Linked DNA regions of Zea mays: region 2 is linked to region 1. A link is a contact called in public Hi-C data. All regions are on one chromosome and are shown on one strand. Each heading gives the region's core, a stretch centred on a gene start, on an enhancer-like site or on the middle of the called end of the contact. The rest is flanking DNA. Distances are from core to core; before and after follow the strand shown.

What was found. Hi-C and Micro-C count contacts between places; a contact is called where the count stands out from the background.
Region 2: a contact with region 1 is called in a Hi-C map of leaf mesophyll, with 2.5 times the contacts expected there. The contact joins the promoter of LOC100283230 here to the enhancer-like site in region 1. A contact is called at or near these places in 8 of 25 Hi-C or Micro-C datasets (bundle sheath, ear, endosperm and 3 more).

The regions. Positions count from the first base shown.
Region 1 is chr5:39,136,628-39,140,796 of Zm-B73-REFERENCE-NAM-5.0, forward strand. LOC100383390 reads left to right here. Exons shown (of 12, transcript NM_001176045.1): 11 at 32-349; 12 at 1,132-1,482. The coding sequence ends at 1,224. Among protein-coding and RNA genes, the nearest start is that of LOC100383390, 21 kb to the left of the region's middle. Within about 2 kb of position 2,579, at least 17 of the 20 cell types and tissues checked have an H3K27ac peak or open chromatin away from gene starts, as enhancers often do. A contact at or near this core is called in bundle sheath, ear, endosperm and 3 more, where this site is marked.
Region 2 is chr5:39,252,794-39,257,117 of Zm-B73-REFERENCE-NAM-5.0, forward strand. LOC100283230 reads left to right here and starts at 1,421. Exons shown (of 2, transcript NM_001156132.1): 1 at 1,421-1,783. The coding sequence starts at 1,569.

The DNA of each region.
Region 1 (4,169 bases), core at 1,329-3,828:
GGGACAGTATCAAGTGTATTCTCTTTTGTAGGTTGCAATGAGCAGAAGGCTTGGTATTGAAGAGCCTCAGTTAATGAAGATAGTCAGAACAACAATCCATACACACACTGAATGGTTTAAGCTTCAGATGTGCAAGGACCGTTTTGAGCACTTATTGAAGATTGATTCTCTAAAAGAGGTTGATCCATCATTGGGGAGTCACCGTAAGTCCAAGGTCCTTACAGATGAATGTGCAAATGGATCATCTCAAATGACAACATGTTCAAGTGGCAAGGTGCCAGATGAAGGTAGTAGCCCTCAAGTCTCATCAGAAGTTGCCTGTGATGAAAATGCTATACTGAAGGTTATGGTAAGTAATTAATATACGATGATGTTTTGTTTTTGGCTAGGTGAGCAAGGATCCTCTTGCCTTTACAGGCAATGGACTGGCTCCCCACGAACAATTTTCTTTGCCCCTCTTGTAGGGATGACACCAAACATGTTCTATATATCTTTGTGATTGTTGGGTTTGCAGTATAATGTGGCAACGTATTTCTTATGTACATGGAAAAAAAACTTATTTTTGACATTCGTTAGTTATGGCAAGATGTTTAATTGTGACCTCTTTTGGTGGTGGTAGTTTCTGATGTAACAAAGGCAGCTGTTTGTTTGAAACCTGGTGAAGCATGCGCGCGAGTCTTGGGTGTCGGATTGCTGCAAGGTCTTTTTATATCTATTTTCCCCTTCTTAGCATAAAAGGACGCAATCCTTCTGGTGTCAAAAAAAGTTACTAGTTATAGTATTTTAAGGTCAAAGTTAAAAAAACATTTCAGCTTCTAGTTGTGTTTCCTTTAGAAGCACACTAGGGATGTTCACGGTGAGTTTGTTGTGCATCAAGTGTCAAAATAGGGTAGGTTCGTGCAGTGAGTACCAAGGTTATAGTTTTCGGCAACATGTCTCAAACTAGTTGTAGGGTTTTGAAATCTACTTTTCAAATTGGTAATTGCCTAGGACTGAGCGTACCGTAGTAGAATTTATTGCACTTTTTGTCACTTTGTTTACGTATCAGCAGAATATTTTATTGTCATCACTTAAGATGTCAAACCTGTGAGATTGAATCTAATTGTCTATTTACCATCTTACTGTCTGTAGGAATTCCTTGCGTTGCCAAGGGCGGACGCCATCCAACTCCTCATGCAGTACAATGGAAATGCAGAAGCAGTCATCCAACAGATCTTCCAATAGTGCTTACTGTAAATAACAAAGTATTTTGCTTGCTTTCAAACGTAATTATTTGTTGATACTTTTCTTGCCCTGTACAGAAGATTCTGTTAGAACTAGGAGTCTGTGTTTGATGATCCACAGTACTTCTATGGACTTACACAGAGTAGGAATCGGTGGGATTCAGCACAGGCTAAACTCAACGATAAATGCAAAGATATTGATTTATACTGGTTCAGACCATTGAACAGCGTGCGTAATATATATTATGTCTAGTTAGTTGTGTTGGATTGTTGATTATGCTTGCTTGGGTTCCTTACAAGTTGGATTACTCTGTCCCTCTTTATATAATCCATAAGAGAGGTTTATGAGTTAAGTTTTTAACTTTTAACCGGCTAATATGGAAGTTACAGAAAGTCTTTTTTTTCTTCTCTAGTCTGATCAGGTCAATAGTTTTTAGAGCAGTTTTTAGTGCGTGTTTGGTATGACTCTAAAGTAAAACTCAAAGGGAGCTGGAGCTAGAGCCTACCAAACACCATAATTTTAGAGTTATAAACTTCATGGGGTTTTCAGAGCCGTAATATAAAATTTTGGAGTATCTTTTTGCTGTTCTGAAAACTCTAAAAAGCAACCTAATATGAAATTTGGATTTACCCACAAAATTTACCCACAAATGTTACTGGCAATGAGAAAATAATCTAAACTCTAGAGCAGAGCCTTAGAGTTTGGAGTAGAACTACTCCGGAGGGAAGCAAAGCCATACTAAATACGCCTTTAGATAGTGTTTGGTTCCTGATTGAATTGGTTTGATGTATAATATAATGACTCTAAAAAGGAAAAATTATGTTTAAATACTGAACCATTTGGCTCTCTAAAATCTTCCGGACATAGCTACTAGCTGGTATAGAGCCGCTCTATATCAACGGACTCCGGAATCAAACGCTACCTAGATTATTTGAAACTATATTTGTTGTGTGCGTATATCTTACAGATTCAAAAGTTATTCGGTACCTCTATTTGCCCTTTTTCGCAATCTCATCAAAGTCATGCGCCAGGTTGATGCGGCGGAGTTACAGTTTATTTGGCTAGTTCCGTAAAACAAAGGTCGTTGATTAATTCTTTTTTGCAACCCTGTACTGTACGAAATGGACCTGGCTATATATCCACTATTCGCTTCGCACATTATTAGCCATAGCCAGCTCACTGTACCACTCCATTTGGCTTTTTAAGCCCAGGTGGAAGTTTCTGCTACGTTTTGATTTTCGGCCCATTCATGCATCTAGGTGCAATGGTAAAAAGCTCGTAGCTATACTGTCCAATGAGCCGTGTCCAATCAGCACGGCGTGAGCACAACCCAAGCCGGACCAACTTAGTTGGACCGAGGCATGGCATGATTATATTTTGGATCGGGCCGGGCCGACATGTGGACCTGAGCCTGAGCCTGAGCCTGAGTACAAGAACAACACTATTACACTTACTCGGGTCGTGTTGTGTCGTCGGGCTAAGCCGTGCTACCGTGTTGCGCTGGCCTAGGCTCGCAGCTGTGTAACCGTCTAACACCCACTAGCTCTGATGGATGATGCCCATAAGCTCATACTTCATAACAATAACAACAAGACATGTCAGTCTAAGTTCATACAACCATAAGTTCATACTTCGTAAATAATAACAATAGCAGCAAGAATGCAAGACATACATGCTGCCTACCCCTGATGCCCAAAAGTTCATACTGTAAAGCCCAAAATGTGTATAAGAAAAAATAAATATAAATAATAAAATAAATATATGAAGAAATAAAAATAGTAAATTCAGACATCTCAAATCATACTTAAGTGTGAAATTTGAGGACTGAATTTCTAAAATCAAGAAGTATTCTAGAAAATAAGTAAAAGAAAAATTTTCTATTCAATTAAATAATGATGCATATCATTAAATGATGCACCATAAGCATTTATTCACATGAATAGTTAACTTTGAAGTAACCTTTACTTCTTGTTCCACATTCAAAATACTATTTTTTTCTAAAGAGAAAGAAATAAGGAATATAAAACTCACATAAAGTATATATAGAATCATACTTTCAAAATTAGTACAATAATTGTGCAACATAATCTGAGGATAAATTGCCACCAATTTTGAATCCAAACTGGAATTTAAATTTGGATTTAGAATTTAAGAGAGAAATACTATAAAAGACAAGATAAAATTTATAAATATATAAATTCATCCCACTGATTTGTCCAAACTGAATACTTAAAAGGATTATAAATTCTTCTGAGGAATTTGAATTCAAATTTTGGATTTGAAAAGGAAAAGGAAAAGAAATTACAAAGAAAAGAAAATAAAAAGAAAAATGTAAAACCTAACTGGGCCCAATCTGCTTCGGCCAATCTTTCCTCACGCGCATCGTCAGCCTCACCCCGGGCTACAAAACCAGGCACAGCCGAGTCGTACGCCATCCCCCTTCCTCTATTCCTCCCTTTTTACCGCGAATGACGAGAGAGAGACACGGTGGGAGGAGACCGGAGGGTACACTTGCGCCATTGTCGTCGACCGCGCCGTGGCCAAGCTCGCCGCCGTCACCCTGACCTCTGGTAAGTGCACGAGCCTGTTCTTTACATCCGTAGGGTCGTGTGACACCGTTAGGGTGGTAGTTGGGTCGGCGGTTGGCCGGTAATTGCTCATCGGGCTTCAACCGCGCCGTAGAGTCGCCATGGGAGGTAGACCAACGCCGTCTCGGGGCGATTCAACTCGTGTGATGGTTGTCCAGGTTGGGCGTAGTCGTAGCTTCGTCTAGAGTATATTAGAATGGAATTCGGGGGATCATTGTGTAGAATGGGGCTTCCTCGGCGAGGTCACCACCGCCCTGGGGTTCGCCGATGTGATTTGGTGGGCGGCGTCGCCAGGTCGCGACGCAGATAGGGTTAGGCAGATCGTGTCCGTCGGTTGTGCGGTCTACGGCTCTGATT
Region 2 (4,324 bases), core at 171-2,670, 120 kb after region 1:
GCTATGGGCCGGCCCTTGTAAAGCTTTTTAAGGCTTTTTTCCTTATTTTCCTTCCCACTCTGGTCAAAGCATGGTGGGTCTTAACGGGCTGCGGGCCGGTCCGGCCCGACACGACATGGCTATATTCGTGTCGTGCTTGGGCCTGAGATGTGGCACGGTTGCCCAGCCCGGCACGACCCGTCAACCTAACGGGCCCAGACGTGCCAGGCTGAAACGTGCCGAGCCGAAGGCGGGCCCATGCCGGTCCGGCACGGCCCACCCGTTTGGACATGTATACCTACAACACAGCCAAAGACACGCGAGATACAACCAGATGCCACACGTGAAGGAAGGGGGAGGTGGAAGGATGGGAGCATTTTGGCATTTGGGGATCGAGGATGGGAGGCACGTAGATCCGCAAACTGCACCTTGGGGACTAGGTTGGTGAGCTCCTTGGCATTGAATTTTGTGCTCGCTCCGAGGAGCTTCTGTGCAGCCTCCATGACCGCCGACATGGTTGATGGGCCAAAAATGTCGACATAGTGAGGTTGACGGAGAAGCAATCTGGCGCCTCGTGAGCATCGGCGATTCTAGGACCAATCAATGAAGAAAAGGCGAAAATTCTCTGGAAAGGGAAAAATGGATCGATCGTACAGAGTGAGGCCGGTTGGGAGTACCGATACCAGGAAGACTTCGCAGCAACACTGCACGCGTGAGGAGTCCTAGCATTAGGGATGGTAACGGGGAATTACGCGTCGGGTTTTAGCTCTCATTTCTCTACGAGGATCTCCATAAATGCTTGTGTGGAGCATTTTTCACCATCCCCGTTCTCCGCAGGGTTAAATTCCCGTCGAGGATCCCGTCCCCGCTCAAATTATAATTAGAATGTACTTCATATATTATTAATGCAAACTATTGTCATTTATATACATTGTTAGATGTAAGAATCATTATGTATACATCAAAATAAATATATTTATACAATGAGTGATCTCTTAACAATATAATTATTTATTTTTATAATTAATTATTATACGAAAACATCGTTATATATAAATTTAATGGGCCCGCGGAAAACGGGGACGGAGAATGCTTCACCATCTTTGTCTCCATTCTCTGTTTACCCGTCAGAATGATTACATCTAAAGGTAGAAGAAACTTCTCTATTTTTATTCTCTAATAAAATAATTTCTCGTGGGAATGGGAGATCGAGTCCTAGTTGCCACCACCCATGGCGCACGACCAGCCCAACTTAAAAGAAAAAAAACTGCCCGAGGAAAGAAGGCGGAAGCCGACGTGCAACCAGCCCAGCTTAAAAAAAACTGCCCGAGCAAAGAAGGCGGATGCCGACAGACGAGTCGTCCGTCCCAGGCTCCCAGCCCCGGCGCCCCGTCTCAAATCAAAAAAATTCGTCTCAAATCTCAAACCCATAAAAAATACTGTATTTTCCAACCAAGCCACTCGCCCGACCTTCATCCGCATTCCACGCGCACTCCGCTGCCTCACTCCGAGACTCCGCCGCTGCTTCCAACTTCCGTTGCGCACGAGCGAAACATCCGGAGCTAGCAAGGGAGGAGGAGGAGGAGGCGATGGCGGGGGGCGGGGATAAGGTGGACTACGTCTTCAAGGTGGTGCTCATCGGCGACTCCGCTGTCGGCAAGTCGCAGATCCTTGCGCGCTTCGCCCGCAACGAGTTTAGCCTCGACTCGAAGGCCACCATTGGGGTCGAGTTCCAGACTCGGACGCTCGTCATCGAACACAAGTCCGTCAAGGCGCAGATCTGGGACACCGCCGGGCAGGAGAGGCAAGTCCGCTCTCTTTCCGCGTTCCTCCTCTTCGATCTCTTGGGGGTTATGTTACCGCAGAAAAGGGGATCTGGGTGGTGATGCCCCGCAGTGAACTAGCGCAGCGCGCTTAGTCATTTTGAGCTTCGTTCCTCTCTATTTTGCATTTTTCGGGTTTCAGGTCGATGCATGGTTCGTCTGATTTTGTTGTGGTGCGTGCGAATTCGTTATGAACGATTTGTGCTGCACCATCGTTGCACCAAAGGTAGTTGGTACAATTGTAGCTCGCTGCACTCCAGTTGTTGAGGTAGTCAGCTTAGCTTGCCTTACGTTTTACCCCAGTCAACAATTAAATGGAGTGTCCTGTGACACTGGCGCTGATCTGCAATGCAATGCGGCGTTATGGCTACGGTGATACGGCATACGCCAAGTATATAAATGTAAAAAATCAGAATATACGTACTCAAACATTTGTCACTCTAGCATAACAATCAGCAAATAAAAATAGTAAAAACATACTCCCTCCGGTGTCCTATTATTTATTTGTCGTTTAGGACAATGACACGGGCTCCAAAATATAACTTCGACCAATATTTTTTTGTTAAAATACAAATAAACTCTTAATACATTTATACTTGTATAAAAGTACTTTTTAAGACAAATCGGTGCATACAAATATTAGGTTTCAAAACTAAATAACAAAATAGTTATTTGTAGTCAAAATTTTATAAGTTTGACTCGAACCTTGTTCAAAACGACAGCTAATAGGACACCGGAGGGAGTAGTCATAAGCAGGGATAGGTAATGTGCCGTGAACTGGGCTGCTGAGATGATGGGCCACCAAACTAGGCTGCTGAGACGATATGCTTCATTTTGAGGGGCTATGGGCTGCGATGTATCAGGTGAAGTATTGGATGAGTATCGATGAAATATCAGGATTAAATTTATTTATTTTTGTCGGTGATATCCTCAATATTTTCCTGATACCATATTGGAGGCACATCGGAGTATCCGATATGTATCGGCGTATCGCGATAGCGATAGCGATAGGCAACCTGTGTGAAATATCGGGGTAACCTAGGTTATCAGTCTGGCAGTCTGCTAAAACTGTGTGTGCTTTTCTGCGTTATACAGATGCAGCTGTGTGAACTGGCCTGAGAGAGCATAACAATTTTCTAAATACTCAAACACTACTGTTAGGCATTGCATGTGCTGTTAAGGTTAAGCATGTCACTCCCGCTGTCATAGGTTACATAGTGTGAAAATGTTGATCCTAGGCTGCCGTCACTTGTCAGCCTGTGGTCTCTAGAAACAGCCTGCTAATTTTTTGTTTTTCGTAGTCCTACCGATGCAGAAATCAGTGTTGTGGATTCAACCAAAACAATGGTCTCATGGTCACATTGGTGGACCGTGGAATACAAAATATGATTTACTAAATACTAAGAGTGTTTTTATTGCATGTCATGAGGTGTTGAAGTTAGCAAGTTATGCATGGTGTTCTTGTTTTTCTGAGGACTGGTTGGGTCTGTAAATGGTGGACATAATTTACTAAATAACATTCTTTCCTGCATGTGGCTGGTGTTATGGCCTTGTAGCCATAGGTGTAGTGTGTGGCACCACATAATACATAATTGCCACTAGATTTTGTGTTGTTCTTGGCTTGTTCGACACTGGAAGTTGTACTGTCTGGATAAAGTCCACATGATGCAAATGATTTTCCTTGAAATCACATTGGAACAATGTTAGAAATATGATGAAAAAGTAATATTTTTCAGATAGCTCGTGAATTGATGCTATAAAATCATCTACACGTCAATATCCTTCCAAGGTCAATACCAAATGCATTTTTTAGCGCCCTACCTATTTTCTAGCAAGCGTGCAACAGTAAGGCATGCTTTGCTTTGATGATGTCGTTTGGGCTTACGACTTTAAAAAGCTATCGCTTTATGTTGGTGTGTGTGTGTGTGTATGTGGCAATAGGTGTCGAACTTAAGTGACTAAAGGAGTGAACATGGGAAGGTTGATTTTATGTATAGGTAGCGAGGCTAAAAATGGTATTATATTTTTATGGTAAAAGCTAAATGGAGTGGTGTTGGGTACCGAATGAATCCAAGCACGAAATAGAGAAATAAGTTGTATTGGATAAAAAATTCTCGTGTTTGTGAACAATACAGGTTGGGGGTATTTATTTGAAGTCCCCATCTTTGTAATTTACACGAAAAGACATCCCTACCTCTCAACTTTCATATTACAACAGTTCGTTTACATGAGGGTTGTGTGGTCATTTACTCATTTTTCATCTCTTTCATCCATCTTTGATAACCAATCCTTGAGAACGGTTAATCTTCAAGTGTTCATGTGTTACGAAGATCTTCTGATTTCATCACTTGAGATGTTGAAGTAGTCCCTATTGTAAAGACTTCGCAAGACATTTGTCTTCATATGCAATCTTCGTGGATGAAGCTTCACATGTGTAGTCTTCGTGTGCTTTCTTTCGCTTGTAGGGGTTCTATATGAAGCTTCACGTACTTAGTCTTCCTAATTTCGTAATCGAGGCTTTA